Linked DNA regions of Pan troglodytes: region 2 is linked to region 1. Evidence: chromatin contacts called from public Hi-C data. All regions are on one chromosome and are shown on one strand. The core of a region is the stretch at or near the end of the contact, and the rest is flanking DNA. Distances in the headings are between cores, read along the strand shown. Region 1 has its middle 45 kb from the start of SLC38A10. Region 2 has its middle 32 kb from the start of ACTG1.

Region 1 (5,321 bases), core at 1,796-4,295:
GTCCCAGCTGGGCCCTGCTCTGGACTCCTGGTTCTCCTTTCAGGCCCCTTCCCCAAGGGCGCATCCCCCGCCTGGCCTGAGCTTCAGTCAGGGCTCACACCCTTCCCTGTCTCACTCAAGTGGGCCTTTCCAGGGTCAGTGAGAGACCCTGGGGACCCCATCCGGCCCAGGCCACACGGCAAGAGGGGAACTGCTTGCCTAGGCCCAGGTGTGGGTGTGAGAATGGCTGGAATCCTTCCAAGGTGCCCTTGCCTTCACCCTGTGCCCCCCGTGTTCCTGCACCTGGGCACTGGGGCTGCAGAGCTGCTGAATTGCAAGGGGGACCCCTCACCCTTAGATCTTGTTTGTGCTAATGGCTTTGCAGGGGTCCTCTGATGCACCCAGGCCCCCTCCTCCCAGCTGGCCTGATTAGCAATGAACGCAACTCCGGGAAAATTATTAATTTCTATCCCTCAAGTTTACTTCTGGGAAAGTTTGCCAATTAACTTGGCAAGCTGAGGCTCCCAAAATAAAAGGCAAAGGGAGGGAGAGGCACTGGGATGGTCCTTGGTGGGAGGGGCAGCAGGTGCAGACTCCATCCTCAGGAGCGGGGGTGGGGTGGCCTTGGACAGAGCCAGAGCCGGGGCCACTGGCTGGGAGTGGCCTGAAGTGGAACGAGGAGGTACCCTGCAGCGGCCCCGCCCACCATACCAAGGGTGGCCCCACAAGGGCTGCACCGCATCTGGTTGAAACTCGTGAGGTCTGGGGGTGGGGATGCAGGGGCGCCTGGGGGCCCTGGCTCTGACAGTGTCCACATCTGCACGCTGAACACACAGGCTATTGATGGGTCTGAAATAAAAGGGGCTGAGGGCAGCAGGCAGATCCTGGGACCACCACGGCTGGGCATCTTCCCATCCAACAGTCCCCAGCTCTGGTCCTTCTCACTTTCTTCTGTTTTTTTTGTTTGTTTGTTTGTTTGTTTTGTTTTTTTTTTTTTTAATTTTTGCGACAAATTCTTGCTCTGTCTCCCAGGCTGGAGTGCAGTGGCATGGTCACGGCTCACTGCAGCCTCAACTTCCTGGGCTCAAGCAATCCTCCTGCCTCAGCCTCCTGAGTAGCTGAGACCACAGGCATGTGCCACCAAGCCCAGCTAATTTTATTTTATTTTTTGTAGAGATGGGGGTCTCCCTATGTTGCCCAGGCTGGTCTCAAACTCTGGAACTCAAGTGATCCTCGATCCTTGGCCTCCCAAAGTGCTGGGATGACAGGCATGAGCCACCAGGCCCGGCCCCTTCTTTTGTGCAAAGCCAGGCCCCCCCCCCCCGCCGCCGATGCTGGGCTCCACACTCCCCCAGAAGGCCTTCCCCCTCTCTTCCCCCTCTCTGACCATGCATCTGATGCGGTTTGCTTTGGCTCAGTCACTGGCGGTGAAATGTTGCTGTCACAATCTCGGCTCCTGCCTTGCTCTGAGGTCTGTGTGTGGGTTGGGGAGGGGGCAGCAGGATGGCGCCCCTTCCCAGCCAAGCAGCCTCCGCACAGTGGGTGTGCAGCCTCAGGGAGGCAGATGCCAGGTGCAGAAGGAAGCCAAGGAGACCCACCTAGAGAGGCTTCTGGGCCCTCAGGCCTTGGCACTGACTACGGGGCCCTGGCTGGGCAGATAGCGCCAGAAGGGACACTGGACCCTCCCAAGGCTAGAAGAAATAACCAATCCCCACACAACGAGGCTGCTTCCTCTGTGGCCAGATCGAAGGCAGGGCTCCTGATGAGGGGGCCAGAGGCACTGGGCCAGCTGCTTTTGGACCCAAGGGACCTGCCCAGATGCCTGTGGGGGTGTGGGGAGTGAGGGGAGCCACCGTACCCAAGGTCGCAGCATCCCCGGGAAATGGTCCTGCCCAGCAGGCTTCCGGATGTCTGGTTCAGGAATGTTTCCCCAGGCCCACTCTGTAGTGGCCAGGGACAGAAGGGCAAGGCCACGGCTTTTTAAAAGGCAGCCAGAACATTCGTCTCCTGCCAGAGTAAGGCCATGGCTGTGCCCTCCATGTCCCCAGCACTTCCCGCCACCCCAGGCTCATCTCATCTCCGGTGCCTCCTAATGGAGGCGCTGTGGCCCAGCCCCTCCAGCAATGTCCCAACAGCCCCCATCAAGCCCCAGAAGTACTCAGAAACGTAAATTAAAACAAATTGCATTTAAAAATTACAAATAGGGGCCATTTTATCGTTTTTTATTACATAACAACCATTAATAAAGTGTAGTCCCTGCACCTTCATTGCCTGGAGACTAAAGTTCAATTCCTGTCCTCCATGCAGGCTGGGGATGCCATTGTCACAGCCACGTACCTGGGGTAATACAAGTGTAAATACATTTATGGGCAGGAAGAGGAGCTTAGGAGGAGGGCCCTGCCGCCCACAGGGCAGGGCGGGTCCTGGAGCTCTCCGCTGGGAGGAGCCACTGCCCTCCTCCCAGGATGATGATGGGTTAGGGGATCCTGGGACCAACTGGACATGAAGAGGCCACTCCCACTGGGGTAGAATGAGGTGGGGGCTGAGATCCTCCTGCCTCCCCTTCCTGATCAAGGAGGGCCCATGCAGGAGAAGGAGATGCAGGCGCAGGATTGGCTGTATGGTGCACACACACACACACACATACACACACCCTGGACCCCCGTGACAGGGAAGCAGAACAGGAGGCCAAGACCAGCCACACACTGCGAGACCGGCTGGCCAGGCTGCCCAGAGCCCTTCCTGGGTTCAGCCTCTTTCCTGGGCTTCTCGTCCCACTGGAGGAAGGGCCGGGAGGGCAGAGGTCCTTCCTCTTTCCACACTAAGCACCCACAGTCTGCAGGGATGTGTGAGCCAGAAGCTGGGGTCACCCCTGTGCTAAGCAGCCAGGGCTCCCCAGCTGCCCTTGCCAGACAGGTGGGCCCAGCAACTGCTTCCCACCTGAACCCACTGCACAGCCAGGCAGGTGGGGGCAGGCTGGAACGCGGGCAGCAGCACTGGGAGGGATGGGCTGTGTGCAGAGCCCAGCAGCCACTTGGCTGCCAGGGAGTGGCCCAGGAATCAGGCACCACTTGTGCGGCAGCCCCTTCCCCTCCCCTCCCCCTCCTCAGCCTCCTCTTCTACCCCAGGGCCCAGGCCGGTTAATCTTTAACGGCTTCTGGACTAGCACTGACCCCAAAAGCAAACACAGCAGGATTCCTGGGGAGGAGACATGTCTTCCAAGTACGGCTGGGCAGTGGTGTCTTTTTTTTTTTTTTCAGATGGAGTCTCACTTTGTCGCCCAGGCTTGAGTGCAGTAGTGTGATCTCGGCTCACTGCAACCTCCGCCTCCCCGGTTCAAGTCATTCTCTTGCCTCAGCCTCCCCAGCAGCTGGGACTGCAGGCGCCCGCCACCACTCCCGGCTAATTTTTTGTATTTTTAGTAGAGACGGGGTTTTACCGTGTTAGCTAGGATGGTCTCCATCTCCTGACCTCGTGATCCGCCCGCCTCGGCTTCCCAAAGTGCTGGGATTACAGGCGTGAGCTACCGCGCCCGGCCCTAATTTTTATATTTTTAGTAGAGATGGGGTTTCACCATATTGTCCATGCTGGTCGCAAACTCCCGACCTAGTGATCCACCTGCCTCCCAAAGTGCTGGGATTACAGGCGTGAGCCACCGTACCCAGCCTGCAGTGGTATCTTAAAGGAGGCACTGGGTGAGGGTCACTGGCTCCGGGTGGGTGGGGTGTCCAGGCCTCTGCCTCGTGCCCCTCAAGCCTCATTCGTGCTGGAGACTATAAGCTTCTCCCCAGTTCAGAGCTGCAACCTTTCCCAGGCGTGACCAGGGGCAGGGACGGCAAGCAGAAGGGGCCCGCAGGACCCCAAGGCCACGTACTTAGGAGCCTGATGTAAGGCTCTGAAGGCCGGGGAGGGGGCTATAGGGCCAGAGCAGGGGAGGAGGTCCCCACTGCAGCTCGAGGGCAGAAGTGTCCCTGCAGAAAGCAGAGGAGGGGGCGCTTCCTCCAGAAATCCGCCAGGCCATTGTTACACTTTCTGAGGCCAGGGAATTTTTCCAGGAGGTTGTGACAACCAAAAATAATAATAACGCCCCTCCCCCAGCAGCAGGGATTCTGGAAAAAACAGCTGCTGCAGTTATCAGGGCCGAGGAAAAAACAAGGTCAGGCACTGCGAAGATTTAATTTCAAGCGCGTCCCCGCAGCCCGCCGGCCACGCACCGCACGCACGCGTCCTCCCCGCGCGGGGTGGCGGCCGGCGGGAGCCACGTGGAGCAGCCGCGGTCCCTCCGGCCACGCCTGGCTCCCGATGTCGCGAAGGGGGTCTTGGGGCAGGCCCCGCTCCCCGAGGCTGTCGCTGCGGCTCCTGCCAGCCGGGAGACGACGAGGGGAAGGGGTGGGCCGCGCTGGGCCTTCCGTCCATCCGTCCTTCCCCAGCTCTGCGGGGGCTAAATCCGTCTTCAACAAACCTCGCGAAAAAGCCGAGGGGGGGACGCGCCGTTGCTGGAGAATAGGTCAGAAGTGACAGCAGAATGGGCCGCTGAGATCCCCGTCCCCGCCCCGGTCCTCCGTCGGCCTGGCGGGCGGCGACGTGGGGAGGGCCGGCTCAGAAGCGGGGGTCGCCCGGGCCGGGGAACTTCCTCGCGCCGACGCCCACTCCCCACGGGCCGCACTCGCCGAGGGGCCGAAAGGGGCTCCAGTGGAGGACGCGGTGGGAGCTGGGTCCCGCTCTAGCTGCCGACGCCGGCGGTGCCCGGGTCTCCGGGAGCGCAGTTTTTGGCACAAAGTAGCGCCGAAGACCCTGCCGGGTGTCCCGCCGCGGCTGCCGCTGTGCCCGCGCAGGGCCGGCTCGTGAACGGGTGCGGGGGCTTTCGAGGGCGCTTCCTCTACCCTGCGCGCCCGGGGGAGCTGTCCGGTCACCGCTGGCAGGCAGAGGCTTCGGGCCCCATGGGTGCCCCCGAGACCCCGGATCGTGCGCTGAGAATGTCGACGTTTCAAACGAGCCAGCAGAGCGGGCCGGAGCCTTGGTCGGGAACCGGCGCCGCGTGCGCACTGGCCGGCGAGGCCTCTGGCCCGCCGGGGAAGGAGCCCAGAGCGCCTGTCTCCCCGGTAGAAACCAACACACACAAATAATTATCCGTATTTCCCACACTGGGGGATTGGGAGTACGGAGCAAGGATAGGGGAGGGGACAGGGTCCAACCCGCTGGTTTTTTACTTTAAAAATTATATATTTTATGTCACGATCGCTTTTCGTTAAGACCACAAACATCCAATTTGGCTTGGCGTAATAAAATCAGCCGGAGCTCCCTTAAACGGAGCCATTCCGGTGAATTAAGTTGTGAAATCT
Region 2 (5,321 bases), core at 1,141-3,640, 150 kb after region 1:
TTCCCCAGGGTGGAATGCAGTGGCGCAGTCATGGCTTACTGCAGCTTCTTCCTCCTTGGGCTCAAGCAGTCCGCCCACCTTGGCCTCCCAAAGTGTTGGGATTACAGGCATGATCCACCACCCCCAGCCCGGATCCCAGTTTTTGATGTCGGTGGAATTGGAGATGGCAGGCAGGGCCATCTGTGTGCCAGCTGTGATTGATTAGCAGGGGCTGCCTGGAGAATGAGCTGAGGGCCCGAGGCCACCGCTGGGCTCCGTGGGAGAGAGTGGCTGATGGATTAGTGATGTCTGCCACATGCGCTGCAGGAAGGAGAGGCAGCCTCCATGTCCCTGAAAGACGGCCATCCTCGCACTAACCTCACAGCCCCCCACAGGCAGCTCACTCCAGCCAAGCCCACCACCACCTCCTCAACTGCAACAAATGCTTATAATGACAGCTCATGTATATTTATCGAGCCTGTAATTACCAAGACACTGTGCTGCACGTCACCTACATCCCCTCACCCTGCCCAACAACCCTATCATCATCGCCATACCACAGGCGGAGAAGCCAGGGACAGGGGTGCCTCGCCCCAGCCTCCTGATGCCTGCGGCAGAGGCCCAGCTGTGCACAGCCACACTCTCCCGGACGCCACGTCCCTGATCCCCATGGTGGCACCTCCTTGCCCCCTGCTTTTCTTCAGCTTCTCCACCACTCCTACTCCTCCTTGCCCTTCAAAGCCACCTCAAGTGCCACCCCCTCTCTCCTCATTATCCAAGAGTCCTCCCCCTCCTGAGCCTCTCAGGGGACCTGGGCCCAAGCCACCTTATCAGGAACTTGTGCATGGCTGCACTGTTGGGTCACACATGTCTCCAAGTCTGAACTATATCCTTTCTTCCTTGGGCTCCTGGGGCTAAGCCCAACCTGGCAGACAAAGGCTCCCCTGAGAAGGTTTGATGAGTGAATACATGTCCCCTGCCTCAGAGGGAAGCCCCCATCTCAGGCCTCACACAGGCAGATTCATCCTCCTTCCAGATACAGGCCCCATGAAGGGGCAACAGCAAACAGGATCAGTCCCTGCCCCGGGGAATTACAGTCCCAGCAGTGGCTTGTGACAGCTGCCAAGATGGGCAAGCATTGGAGCATCCAGGAGGACCCCTAGGAAGAGGGCCTGAACAACACCGTGCACGTGCGCTGACACGGGGCATTCCTCGTCCTCAGTCCTGCCTCGTTTTGTGACTCATCACTTTCAGGATGGGAAACCCTCCAAGGAAGGTCCCCTTGGCTCTGGGGTGGCTCCTAGTGGATCTGCAAGAGGCGGGGCCCAGCCTGGTCGTGCCCCATCTTAGGCTGCCTCTGCGTGGGCTACACATCCACAAAACAAAGCAAAACAGCAACGTTTTCTACGATGCTTTTATTCACACTTCAAAACAGGTGCTGGACATCTTCCCATTGCCCCATGCCAGCCCCTGCTCTGTGCCCCGGGAAGCTGACCGTAGGTACAGGATCCATGGGGCCTCCTTGCTCCCTGGCCTCCACCTAGTTCAGCCAATGCGTAGCCAGTAGACAAGCCAAGCAGTCAGGAGGGGTGAGGTCAGTGTACAGCAGCAGCTCCTCCCTGCCGGGTCGCTGTGTCCCTCTCCAAGGTCAGGGCTCCTGGAGACGGCCTCTCCTGTGGCTCCAGCTGCCCTCCAGGTCTCAGGGGGTAACAGCTCCCCTTTGTTGCTGGCCCTGGGTACTGCACAGCTCTCCTTTAATTCACGTATTTTCCATTTATTCAACTCTCCTCAAATACCCTGTCTGAGGGTGCCATAAAAATGTAAGACTGTGTCAATTGCCCATATCAAAAAACATGCTTGTACGTTCCACTTGAAGTAGTTTGGAGGGGAGACTAATGGAAACTAGGGGGAGGCTAGCCCCCAAGCCTCCGCTGAGGCCACCGCTGTCTGTGTCCCGAGGGCCCTGGAGTAGGAGGTGTCAATGACGGACTCAATGAATGAATGAATTGATCCCACCACCACCAGCGGCAGGCCCGCCTCTTCCTTCCACAGCCCACCTTGGCCTCCCCGCCTCGCCAGGTGGCAAGGCCTTCGCTCCTGGTCCCTGAGCGCCGCTCGCTTCCCTCCCGCGTGGGCAGGGGGCAGCCGCGACGCCGGCCCAGCGCCTCCGAGCCGGGAACCGCACAGCACCCGGCGATGGCCCCGAGCCCCGCGCGCCCGAAGCCACGGCGCCGCTCGCTGGGGGCCTCGGGACGGCAGGGACGGCTGGGGGTGGCGCGGACCGCGTCCCCGCGGCGCGCAGCGCGCGATCGAACCGCGCGCCCCGCCCGCTGCGGTCCTCTAACAGCAGCTCGCGCCGCCCCACGTGGGGCCGCACGGGCTGGCGGCCCCCTCACCCGATTGGCCGCCGCACAGCCAATCAGAGAGCGGAGGCGATAGCGGCCGCGCCGATTGGCTGTGGCGGGCCGGCCCGGGGGAGGGGGCGGGACCCCTTTTGTTCTCTCCGCACCTCCGGGTTCGCGCGACTGTGAGCGCCCCCGCCCCGGAGCAGGGGTCCGCGCTGGGGGTCCGGAGGGCGGGGGCACGGCCCGACGCCCCACCCCCAGCTTGTTCACTGGCGCCCGGGCCCAGCGCCTGAAGCGCGGGTCCTTCGCTGGGACGAGCGCTTTTATCTCCGTCCCTCAGTTTCCCTCCCCTTGTCTTCTCCGTGTCCTGGGAGTTATGGAGAAGCTCAGCCCTTGGCAAATGAGCTTGGGACCTTCCTAAAACCTAAGCCAATGATAGGCCCGATCTTGCCTGAGAGGGGCACGTGAGAGACCCCCAAGCTGGAGAGGCAGGTGTCCTGGTAACTCTAACCTGAGACCGTTTTCAGGGTGAGCCTTCTCCTAATCACGGCTGGGGCGTCTTCGTCCAAGGTGGGGCTGGATGGGGGTGGGCAGAGGCCCCCACAGTCACAGCCTGGCCAGCTGTGCAAATGCTCCCCTAAACCGTCCCCCGCTTCAGTCACTCAACCAACCAATCAATCAATCGCAGGGGCCTCCCTCTGGGGTGGAAAGTGGTGGCCCCAGGGACCAGGGACCTTCACAGGGAGAGAGGGCTGTGGTCCGCGCAGGGGCGTCAGGGGTTCAGCCTGGGTCTCCTGACCTCCAGGCCCACGTCTTCCCTTAGACAACACCTGAGCGCATCTCCCAGCGTGGCTGTGGCCACACACATCCCTGGGAGTAGGACGGGCCACCGCGCTGAAGCTGTGGACGCAGGGCTCCCAATCTGTAGGCGAGGGGCCTCTTCCCTGCAGGGGACAGGATCAGGACCCTGGGAGCCCTCAGTCCCCCTCCCAGCACTGATTACCTGGAAAACCCCCGAAGCCCAGGTTGATGAAGAAGGTGGGGCCCTGACAGTGAGTGGCCTGGGCCTGGGATGGTAGCTTGACCTCATCTCCAAGGTCATCCTCCCAGACCTGGGAGTCTAAAAACATTAAATCCTTCAGAAGGACACATTTGCATCAGATCACTGTTCAGAACGCCACTGGTGCCATTGACGGAGCAGTCCCTGGGCTGAAGTGGCTGCTCTGGTCTGGTGAGCGGGGGCACCCGCGCGAGCTCCCAGGCCCAGAGGCCTCCCCCAGATCCTGGTGTTAGTGGCCCATGGAAGGACTCCCAGCCCCAGAGGCTTGGCAGGTGTCTGCGGCTCCCAAGGGGTGGGGTGCTGGGAGGCTGACATCTGTGGAGTGTTTTTACTGTTGAACAAATTGAATCAATTAAACAGGCCCCATCGGGGTGGCTGGGAGCGGTGAACAGGAGGAAAGAGGGGAGCGGAGCCAAGAGGACAGCCTGAGGGCGTCTGTCTCCCCAGGCGGGGTTCAGACGCACCTCTTTCCCTGAATGTTCCAGGGCAGGAGACCCCCCATGTTGACAAGAGGGAGGTGAGTTAGTGGAGGTGGAGTGGGAGGAAAGTCAGTGGGGACTGTCCCTGTTATGTGTCCCCTGAAAGCACGCCAAGGCCTGTGTCTCCTACCCAGCCACCTCTGGGCTTCTCAGCCCCCAGCCCTGTGATGACCCTTTGGACATCCCAGCCTCCTTTCAAAGGCATTTTATTGCTCTCACAAGGAGGCCTCCGGAAGCTGGGAGGCTCCAGCAGAGAAAGAGAGGAGGCTGCCTAGGGAGGCTGGAGGAGGCAGAGAGGAAAGAGGAAACATTGTGGGGGTAATAGCAAGGGCCCCGGGTCACCCACCTGGAGCGGAAGCCTCCCCCTCGGGCAGGCTGAGAATGACGCAGGCGCCGGCTGCTCTGTGACCCAGCTGACCGAGGGACAGCCCCTGCCTGGGAACTCCAGCAGCTGCTGCAGCGTCCCTCCTGCCCAAGCAAGGGCCGCAGGGCCACCCCTCCAATCCGTCCCCGGAGGTCCACTGCCGCCGCCTCTCCTCCAGCTGCCGCTCAGGGGAGCGAGGTTTCCTGAGTCAGGCCACCGGCAGCGGGCGGCCAGCCCCTCTCAGCATGGCGCTTGCCCAGGGCCTGGGCTCCGTCACATGCCAGGACAGTGGTCACCGTCACCCTGGACAGACCATCTCTGTCCCTTCATGTCAAGTGACCATTATTGGGCCCCCTGAGGCAGACGAGCGTCTCACCAGTAAGCTCCCAGGGAGGACGGCGTGGTCAGGGCCTGCCCATCCGCCAGCACTCTGGCCTCTAGGCCCGCAGGCTGAGGGCACCGGCCGGCACCAGAACAGGGGCTGGTTTGGCCGAGGGACCTGCTTCTTGGGCAGCACCAGGAAACAGCCGGAGACCCTCCCAGCGCCCACATCCATGGCGTGAGCCCCGCGTGGGTGCAGCCCCTTCCGCTGCCCGAATTCCAGGCCAGCTGCTGCAGGAGGGACCGCCAGCCAGGGGCGCAGGGCAGAGCGTGGGGGAAGGCGTGGCGCTCGCGCTCTCGGCTCTTGCTTGGATGGCGCCGGCTGAGGACCCCCACACCTGCGCTGCGGTGCAGAGGTCTTAGGATCCGAGGGGGCTGCCGGTCTGGGCCGGCGCGTTCAGGCCCCGGGCGGTGGGGCGGCCTCGGCGTGCGTGGCTCGGTTGCCTGCAGGCAGGCACGCGGCGCTGTGAGAAACGAACGTCCGTGACTTAGTCCACGGGACCGTTTCTGCATTTTCACCCCAACCTGGAGAGCTGCAGCACAGCCGCGGGACAGGAAGTCGCCGCCAGGTGGGTCAGGACTGCGACCTGAACTCGGCTCTGCGGCCTCCCGCTCCGGCCGCCGGTTCGCAATCCTGGCGTGAACCAGCAGATCAACCTCCGGCGCCCGCCACAGGCGCCCTCCCGCGGGAACCGGCAGGCAGGAGCGGTGCG

What was found. Hi-C and Micro-C count contacts between places; a contact is called where the count stands out from the background.
Region 2: a contact with region 1 is called in a Hi-C map of stem cell-derived neural progenitor cells, with 7 times the contacts expected there. The contact joins two enhancer-like sites. A contact is called at or near these places in 1 of 7 Hi-C or Micro-C datasets (stem cell-derived neural progenitor cells) and 1 of 1 datasets of contacts at active chromatin or transcription factors (stem cell-derived excitatory neurons).

Annotation. Positions count from the first base shown.
Region 1 is chr19:94,736,721-94,742,041 of NHGRI_mPanTro3-v2.0_pri, forward strand. No RefSeq gene overlaps it. Among named protein-coding and RNA genes, the nearest start is that of SLC38A10, 45 kb to the left of the region's middle. Within about 2 kb of position 3,046, at least 8 of the 24 cell types and tissues checked have an H3K27ac peak or open chromatin away from gene starts, as enhancers often do. A contact at or near this core is called in stem cell-derived neural progenitor cells, where this site is marked.
Region 2 is chr19:94,882,716-94,888,036 of NHGRI_mPanTro3-v2.0_pri, forward strand. It overlaps the pseudogene LOC101058599. Among named protein-coding and RNA genes, the nearest start is that of ACTG1, 32 kb to the right of the region's middle. Within about 2 kb of position 2,391, at least 17 of the 24 cell types and tissues checked have an H3K27ac peak or open chromatin away from gene starts, as enhancers often do. A contact at or near this core is called in stem cell-derived neural progenitor cells, where this site is marked.